Linked DNA regions of Rattus norvegicus: region 1 is linked to region 2. A link is a contact called in public Hi-C data. All regions are on one chromosome and are shown on one strand. The core of a region is the stretch at or near the end of the contact, and the rest is flanking DNA. Distances in the headings are between cores, read along the strand shown. Region 1 holds the start of Nr4a3 (nuclear receptor subfamily 4, group A, member 3). Region 2 has its middle 110 kb from the start of Sec61b.

The links. A called contact is a pair of places that touch in the nucleus more often than the background predicts.
Region 1: a Hi-C map of psoas muscle shows a contact between it and region 2, with 4 times the contacts expected there. The contact joins the promoter of Nr4a3 here to the enhancer-like site in region 2. A contact is called at or near these places in 2 of 12 Hi-C or Micro-C datasets (frontal cortex and psoas muscle).

What each region holds. Positions count from the first base shown.
Region 1 is chr5:67,154,132-67,158,527 of GRCr8, reverse strand. Nr4a3 (nuclear receptor subfamily 4, group A, member 3) reads right to left here and starts at 1,330. Exons shown (of 8, transcript NM_031628.2): 1 at 808-1,330. LOC134478966 (a long non-coding RNA gene) reads left to right here and starts at 1,382. Exons shown (of 2, transcript XR_010051797.1): 1 at 1,382-3,832.
Region 2 is chr5:66,680,227-66,684,927 of GRCr8, reverse strand. No RefSeq gene overlaps it. Among named protein-coding and RNA genes, the nearest start is that of Sec61b, 110 kb to the right of the region's middle. Within about 2 kb of position 2,892, at least 10 of the 93 cell types and tissues checked have an H3K27ac peak or open chromatin away from gene starts, as enhancers often do.

The sequences.
Region 1 (4,396 bases), core at 81-2,580, 480 kb before region 2:
GAGCAACTTCTCCGAAAGCGCATTGAAAAGTAGTAACACAAGCCTTTCCCACACCAGTCAAGGCCCGGAGAAGAGGGACGCCGTCCCCACGCGTGTCGGGGCGCGAGAGTCGGCAATTACACCCGATTACCTCCGTGGGGAAAAGTGTAAACCAGCAAGTCGGCGACGCCTGGCAGACGTGCCTAGTGGAGCCCCGGGCTCATTTCAATACAATAAGCCGCATTCCTACAATTACACCCTCTTTGCTGAGCTCCTCCAGCGCCTCTGCAAACTCTGGCCGCTGCTGCCCAGGCAGTGTCCCTCCTAGGCTTTCTCCCAGACAACCAGCTTCATTTCACCATTAGACACATTAACTCGGACCCACCAGAGTCCCTATTTTCAATCCCACTTAAAAGGCAGGAAAATTACTGCCGTTCATCACCGGGGCTCCAACTCTCTGCCGCAGCCGCCGCCGCCGCCGCCGCCGCCGCCGCCGAGAGCATCATTACCATGACAACTAGAGCCGAAATACCCTGAATTACAACGCTGGAGCAGCTATAGCACAAATCCAGGTCCTCCTCTTTGTTAGAGGCTTTTCGCCTCTTTGGGTGGGGAGAAGAATCTCACAAGCTCCAGAGTCCCCGAGGGCCAGCTACAGGGGAAAAGTTTCAGATTGGAGCCCACCGCTCGCCTGGGGAGCAAAGCCTGAGAGGGGAGGCGGCGGGGGGGGGGAGCCCCACATTAAAAGTTGTCAATTTCAGGAGCGACACTTCCCAGCGCGCCAACTTTTAAGCAAGTCCCCATATTAACTGGGCATATTGTACGTACTTGGGTTCTGTGGAGGTTCCGTCTTTAGAGCGAGTTTCTAGAGAGCGACCCCGAAATCTGGATTGGGGGAGAGTCACAGCTGCTGTCCCGGAAGGGCTGCGGTGCACAAACCCAGCGGCTCCCAGAGGCGGTGAGCAGCGGCTGGCTGGGGATGCTGCGATCCCAACTCATGGGAGAGCGCCGCCGAGAGGTTCCGCAGGCGTCCAGTCTCCGGCTGCGACCAGGGGCTAGGATGTCGCCACGTTTCCCACCTCCACGGCCACTGCCCGCTCTGTCAGCGTTGCAAAGTGAGCCCTGGAGGGGCGTCCGGCTGCGGCGCGGCGCGGCGCGGCGCGACACCGGCGAGGGCGCCGAGAGAGAGGGGTGTGAGCGCGCGGGAGAGAGTGGAGTGTGTGTGCGGAGCGTGTGAGCGCGCGTGTGTCTGTGTGTGCAAGTGAAGGAGCGGGTGTGAGCGTGTCTGTGTATGGGGAGCGGAGGAGGAGCAGGCGCTGGAGGGGTGGGGGGCGGGAGGCAGGAGACTCGGCTCTCCCGGCTGCGCGTTCGCTCGCTCTCTCGGCACGTCATTTATGCCACAGGAGCCCTAGCGGCCTCTCCATAGAGTGCCTGGAATGCGAGACGTCAATGTGACGCCATGGGACGCTACGTCACCCTCCTCCTCCCTCCCCTGGCCCAGCCGGTTCCGCGTGTGCGAGGGTGTGTGTGTGTGTGTGTGTGTGTGTGTGTGTGTGTGTGTGTGTGTGTGTGTGTTCGCGCGCGCGCTCACGCGCGTTCCCCGGCCATTCTCAGGGACGCACAATGGAAACCGCGGGGAGCTGCGGACCACAGCCCTGAGGCTTCTCAGATTCGCGCCGCCAACCCCTCTGCACCGGAGCTGCTTGCCAGGGCGCCGGTCTACCGGAGGGTGCCGCAGCCCGCCCGCGGGTCAGGCGGGACCGCCCAGCTGTCAGGCTCCGGGTGGAGTAGAGTTGGAGGAGTGCTGCTGGCTCGCCTCCGAGGCTGCCCCGAGGCACCTAGCCAGGTCGAGGGGGTAAGAGAGAGGACAGCTCTTCCGAAAGGGAAGGCTACGCCAGCCAGCTTCTCCGAGTGACCTGGCAGTCACTGCTGAAGGAGTCTGGCACCAGCCCGAAGACTCCCTGAGGTGCAGCTGTGCTTTCCTCATGCAGTGGTTCTAAGGCTGTTTACGTCTCTCTGGCCCTTTGCGCCTAGGCTAATTTGCCTCTTCCTCCTGTCTGCTGTTGGTGTTTCGCCCTAGGATGCAGACCGCTCCAGGGACAAGATTTTATTTCTTTACACTTATGGTGTGGTGTTCTTTACTGGACACTTTATAATCCAAAGAAATGCACATCGAGCCACGCGCGCGCTGCACGAGAAACTATATATAAAACAAACACACCACACGTGTTGAACAGCTGAGTGAGTCTGACTGTTAAACAGATCCTCTACTCCTCCCCTGCACCGGGTCACACTTGGAACTCGCACTTTCACTTTTTTTGAGGGTCGTAGACGCCTCCCCTTCCATCTCTCAAATGAAATATTTCAAAATCAATCAACAGGATTCATTAAGCGGTCTCTAGGGGATCTTTCCTATGGCCCATTTGTCTTCCAAGTATGCAGAAAGTCTGGGCGACTGTATAAGGGACAGCGATTTCTTCCTGGAAATGAATTTAGGATGTCACTTTCTTGCTGAAAACAAAGCAAACCAGACAAACAAAACCAAAACATGTTCGAGTTTGGAACTCTTAGTTCCAAAGGTGGCTACTAAGTGAAAGTAACCTCTCTCAGAAATGATTGTTTTACGAAGGAAATGTTTGAATGAAACAACTCAGACAGACGCGGTCTCTGGTGGTCTGCTAGAATCCCAAGTGGCATTTTTTTTTTTTTTGACTTGAGCCTGTGGGTGGCAAAGTTGGGGGAAGAGGATCCCCTAGTCATAGCACATGCCCCAGAATCGAAGAAGGTTCGAACTGGGACCAGAAACTCGAAAACAAAACAACACGTGCATAGTGTGCCTCTCTAAGTCTACGCCTCCACTTTCACTTTAGCAGGCTGGTGTGCTTAAGACCGTGAGAGGACGCTCGGAAAGTTGTCCCAGCCCAGAGGAACCGAGCCCCCTGGCTGCGGGTGCGTTCCCATCCTAGCCCAGAAAGAAGGAGGGCGCTCCTACATTGAATCCATTCAAAGGCTGGGGGTTGGGGGAGCAGGACCTGGAGCCGCGCGGCGCTGACGCACGCGAGGCGCGTGATTGACGCAGGCGATGTTACTAAATTGGGCGGTTGGCCGGGCCCAGGCGGCGGCGCGCGCGGCAGATAGCGGAGTAGGTTCCCCTCGGTCACCCCCTCCCGTCTCCATTCAGCGCGGCACGGCGTGGGGCGGGGCGGGGTGGGACGCGCGCGTCCGCGCCGGGATCCGGCGAACCAAATATAGACGGGTCCCGGCTATTTTTAGTGGGGCGTCGGGCGCGCGCGCGCGCCGCACCAAGGGGCGCCCCGACTCGGCCCGGAGAGCGGACTGCAGAGTCGCCATCTTGTACTCGGCTCGACCCGGTCTGGTGCTGGGCAACTGGGGGCCGAGGGTAGGGGGCTGGAAGGGAGGCGCGGGCGCGAGCGAGGCGCGCTGCCTATGGCGCGCGCGCTCTCATGGCCCAGCGCGGTACCCCCCAACTGCTCGCCCCGGGCTCTGCAAGCCTCTGGGCCAGGTCCCGCCACGGAGACTGCCGGGCCAGCCCTGACTCGCGAGGGGGCGGAGCTGCCGGCGGCCGCCACTTCCTGAGAGCCGGGGATACCCATCCCGGACGTCACGGAGGAGTCGAGGCGGCGGTGGCGGCCCGGGGCTCAGCCTGCACTTGCATCATGGGTGAAGCAGCAGCTGCCCCGATCCTTTGTGCCCCCCCCCCCCATTGAGTATCTGCTTTGTTAACTGAAAATACCATGACGGACCAGTGTGATCACCAGTTCCAGACCTCAAAGAAAGTGAAGCTGTCAGGCAAGAAGAGGGAGACTCCCCCAGCCGGCTGCGATGGTATCTGGTGGGTGGGTGTGTAGAGAAGCACTTGACAGTTTTCCACGTATTACTTCTTGCCTAACTCTTCACCCTTAAGAAGGTTTAAAAATAATTTTATTTCCATGCTGTAAAAATTTCATCTGTGTTCTGCACCCCACCCATTCTCCTTCACTTTAAAATCTCATGCAGAGCTGGAATCACTCAATTCAGGAACCCTAAAATTAGGTACAATTTTTAGGAGACATGACATCTTTCCATGGAATTATAGAATACGTTCCATTTTCTAATTTAATATGTGAAAGGCCCTTGCTCACTCAGTTTATTATAAAGTCACTAACTTTGTTCATGTGAATTGGACGGTTCCCGTGTCCTGAGTTGAGACAGAAGTAATTTACCAGATCCACGACAATGCCACTTGCATGTGTGTTGGTAACCAAAACCAACATCACGGACACTCCTGGATTGAAGGAGGATCTTCTCCGACTTTTAGCACTTAGGAGTCTCTCTCTATAAATAGTGCTTTTTTTTTCTGGGTGGTAGTACTGGAGGGGAAACAATTATCCTAGTTTACCTTAAAAAAAATAAATAA
Region 2 (4,701 bases), core at 1,643-4,142:
CCCCACCTGGGGTCCTTGCAATAGCAAAGGAGGGCCAAGATTCTGCTCTCATAACATAACATCTCTCTCTTGGGGTGCAATACAAGAGTTCCCATCTCACATATCGTGAAGTGTTTGCACTCTCCGAGAAGTGTTTTCTGGAAACATCACAGCCCTCCTGCTCTGTGCTGATCATCGCCTCCGGCTCCTAGGCATGCCTCTCACGTGCTCCCTTGGCCGGCTGGCAGGAGGTTGAGGACTGCTTGATCCAGGGTGGGGGCTCAGCGTGGAGCTATGAGCCACTACAGCAGTGAAGTGACCACAGTGTCAAGTGGCTACTCTGTGTGATGGGGTTTCTAAAAATACACCCCCTGTCCTGCTGCTCATGGGGCACCAGCCCTGCCCTCCCGTGTGCCAGGCAGACAGCAGCAGGATGAACAGCCTGCTCCTCCCTACTCTCCCTGCTGCCCCTACAGTCCAGGTCACCGGTTATTCTCAGCATTGGCTATTGTATTAGCCACCTGCCTCCTCTCTCTTCTCCATGTGGCCGATCAGGTGGTTACTGGAAAACACAGGGACCTGTTAAGAGGCCACCACCTAAGACAATAAGCAAAGCCCATCCCGTTCAAACACGTCCTCATTCACTCAGTTGTTCAACATACATTAAGACAGCAGTGCCCAGTGCCTTTAAGAGGTCAGGCTGCAGTAAGCGCTACACATCAGGCAACAGAGAAGTTTATGCTTTATGACTCTGTACAGCACTCAGCGAAGCCCAGTGCAGTCTGAAATGATGGAAGTCGGGAGAGTGGTGACATCTTCTTTTTTTTTTTGAATCCTGTAACCGTGCTAATATATTTACTAGTAAAAATGTAGCCTGTGTGGAAGAATTCCTTAGGATTTCCTATGCAGACAATCATGTCACCTGTAATAGAGACATTTTTACCTTTCTCTACAGCTAGATGACTTCTATTTCTTCTTCTTCTGGACCAATCGCCCTAGCTAACATGCCTGCCCACTGCTGAATGGATGTGGCAAGAGCAGGCACCCTCACAGCAGTCTTGATGTTTACTAGGGAGAACTCCCAATCCTTTATCATTAATCCTGAATAAACCTGAACATTTTTTGTAAGTGTTCAATAGCAGGCCCTGGGTCCATTTTATTCTCAACTTGTTTAATGGTTTATAACACGAAAAAGCATTGGATTGGGTCAATTACTCTTTTCTATTTTTTAAAAACTTTTTATTAGATATATTTCTTTACTTACATTTCAAACGTTATTCCCCTTCCTGGTTTCCTGTCCATAAGCCCCATTCCCTCCCCTCCCCCTCCCCCTCCCCTCCCCCTCCCCCATACAGGTATTCCCCCTATACATCCCCCTTATTGCTCTCCCCTATTCCCCTGCAATGGGGGTTGAATGGTGACATCTTAAGAGATGGCAAAGGACACACGGAGTCTTCGGGCCTGAAAATGAGTTGCCCATCACTGGGGTGATTATCATATAAAATACCCTGCGTTGTACAATATTAAAAGTTGTATTTCTTTGATCCACGCCCTGTCCAATGGCAATCCTTTTTGTAGTTTTAGGTGAAGCATATTTTGCTTTTACTCTTTAGAGCTATATACACACCGGTGACTCGAGAGCAGGCGAGAAACGCTACGCTAACATTTAAGCAGGACTTATATTTCTGACAGGTGGGAGAGTGGTAAAGATTAAATGTGCTGCTTTATCCTTTGCTGAGTTTCCCAATTATTCTACACCAAATACATCCCGCTTACATAACGAGATTAAATATGCTAAATGTTATTTTTAAACATTTTAAAAGTGCGAGCCCTTGAGATGAAACAGTGGGCAAGCACGAGGCAGGTGGCAGTCTTCCCGGGGCTAAGCCAGCTCACGAGCTTTTGTCCTCTTCCACAGCAAGGACACTAGCTCAGGAGGACTGTCCCTGTCTGTGGGATTTCGGAGCGGCTAAATAAAGCTCTTGGCTCTGAGGGGGCTGAGGTAAGTGGAGCTGCTGGGGGAGCCCTCAGGGCTTTCCTGTCCTTGCTAAGGGGCATGCCAAGCCCCTCCTCACAGCCGTGAGAACACACCTGACTCAGGCTCCAGCCTTGCTAACCAATGGCTGCTCAGTATCTCCAGTGCTAGCCAACTGCGACCTCTAGTTAAAAGAGGTGGGGCCACTTCAGAATCCTCTCCTACAGCCAGTCAGCAAGAAGGAATTTGAAGATACAGAGAAGTCAATGGAGACCCTTAGTTGGGAATTTAAAACTAGAAAAGAAAATACAACCCTGAAAGCACTACAAATGGGAGAATATGGAATGAGGAGAGAGGCTCTGACCCTTGTTTTTCTCTCTGGGAAATGGGGCTACTGTGGGATTAACAAAATGAAAACACTTATAGGAAAGATTGAGGCAGCTTTTTTTTTTTTTTTGGTTCTTTTTTTTCGGAGCTGGGGACCGAACCCAGGGCCTTGCGCTTCCTAGGTAAGCGCTCTACCACTGAGCTAAATCCCCAGCCCCATGAGGCAGCTTTTTAATGCACATTGATGTTGGGAGAGGTAGACAATGATCCCTTGCCCCCTACTTGGCCTTTCTTAGACATCCAATTCTAATCATAACAAAATCAGGGACAGGTTTGTCTGTCTGCCCAAAGCCTGATTTCTGCACTGGCAAAGCCAGCGCTGTCCTGTGAGCAACGGCTTGTGATTCACAAGTATGTTTTTTATTTCCAGCATGGATCCTAAAATCACTTCCCCTTCTCTCCCATCCGCCTCTCCAGACCCCCAACAAAGACTCCCGCAGAGAAGTCAAGTCGTGTGACAGCTTTTCACATGGAGCCAAGGCAGGAGGCAGTGGCCAGTTCTGCCCTGTGACACACACACACATAGCCTCCAGCAGTCACATGGGTTCCAGCTGCCACCACTTGCCCTCTGTCCCTGACCTGGTACTCTTTCCCTGGCAGACCTCCTGAGCTGACTTGTCCCTCCAAGCAATGGCTTGGCAGACAGTTGGGCTGAGGGACTGAGTGCCAGCCGCCTTGGACGGCTCTGTCGAAGCTGATCTCGAGGTGGGAATCCTTCCAGGAGTCTCCTGACACCATGTAGTGTGCCCCAGAGGGAATTAGGTCCCTTACTGGCCTGAAGTAGAAGTAGACAGAGCTGTTCGTTCTGGGTTCACCGCAGCCAACCACAGCCAACCACAGCCAGAGCCCCTGAGAGCAAAGAGCTTGAGTCCAAGATGTTGAGTGAGACTACGTAGGCAGTGTAGCTCATGGGGAGGCAGAAAGTCAGACACTGGGGCCTTGGAGAACAGGAAAAAGACACGTACAAAAGATGCCATCTGTATGAACATTCCTCAAACTAAATTCAACAACAACAACAAAATCCAACTCCAGCACAATGGTACTCATCTGGGAACTGTTCCTACAAGAGGACATTTCCTTTGTAGCTGTCGCACATCCTCCACAAAGCCACTCTGCTGTAGCCTCATCCAGGGTAGATGCTGGAATGGTTGTGTGTCAGACTCTGCCACCAAACTGGGCTCCCCCAGTATACAGCTTCTCTTCCCAGCACAGAGGAGAACTTAAACAGTGAGAACTGTTGTCTGATCACTGGTCTTCCCCTGGTCATGTGGTGAGGGGCACTCCTGGCCCTCAATGACAGAAGATACTTGGGGAACTGAAGACAATGCAGAGGAGAGATGTAATGTCAGCTGCATCAACAAAAGGCAAGATGGCTAGGGAGACCACACAGTGGAGTAAGTAAGCACTTGCCCTGAAAGTATGAGGACCAGAGGACAGCTCCCCAGAATCCTTGGGGAGGAAGAGAGAGAGAGAGAGAGAGAGAGAGAGAGAGAGAGAGAGAGAGAGAGAGAGATCCCCAGGGCAATCTGGCTAATTAGACTAGCCAGAATCATCAAACTCCAGGTTCAGCAAGAACTCCTGTCTCAGAGCCTGATACAGCTGTCTCCTGAGAGGCTCTGCCAGATCATAACCAATACAGACGCGGATGCTCGACTGATCACAGGGACCCCAATGGAGGAGTTAGGGAAAGGACTGAAGGAGCTGAAGGGGTCTTATCTGGCATCAATGGGAGGGGAGGCCCTTGGTACTGTGAAGGCACGATGCCCCCATGTAGGGGAATGCCAGAGTGGGGAGGGAGGGATGGGGAGGTGGGTGGGGGAGCACTCTCATAGAAATAGGGTAAGAGGGGATGGGATAAGGGGTTTGCAGAGGGGAAACCTGGAAAGGGGATAATGTTTGAAACGTAAATAAATAAAATCTAATATTTTTAATTAAAAATTTAAAAAAAAGAGCTCCTGTCTCAGTCAGTAATAGTGGCAGAGAAACTTGGCTTCATTTAGGATAAAGATAACAAAGAACAGAAGAGGTAACGTTACTAAATCAAGCACCTTACATCATTTCCTGGACACATATACAAAATTAAAGATTTTTACATTATAATTTTGTGACTTCTGATTGTTTAGGAGGCATTATTATTTTCCTTGTAAAGAAATAAGTTGTGCATCATCTCTTAAGACACAAATGGAAAAAAAGTTAAATTTCTAATTAAATAAATAACAGTGAAGGGGACATACATAAATACTCACACATGCAAGTACTCATACACATGGGCACTCATTACACACACACACACACACACACACTCATACACACACACATGCACATACATACACACACACACATGCAAAGAAGGAGGATAG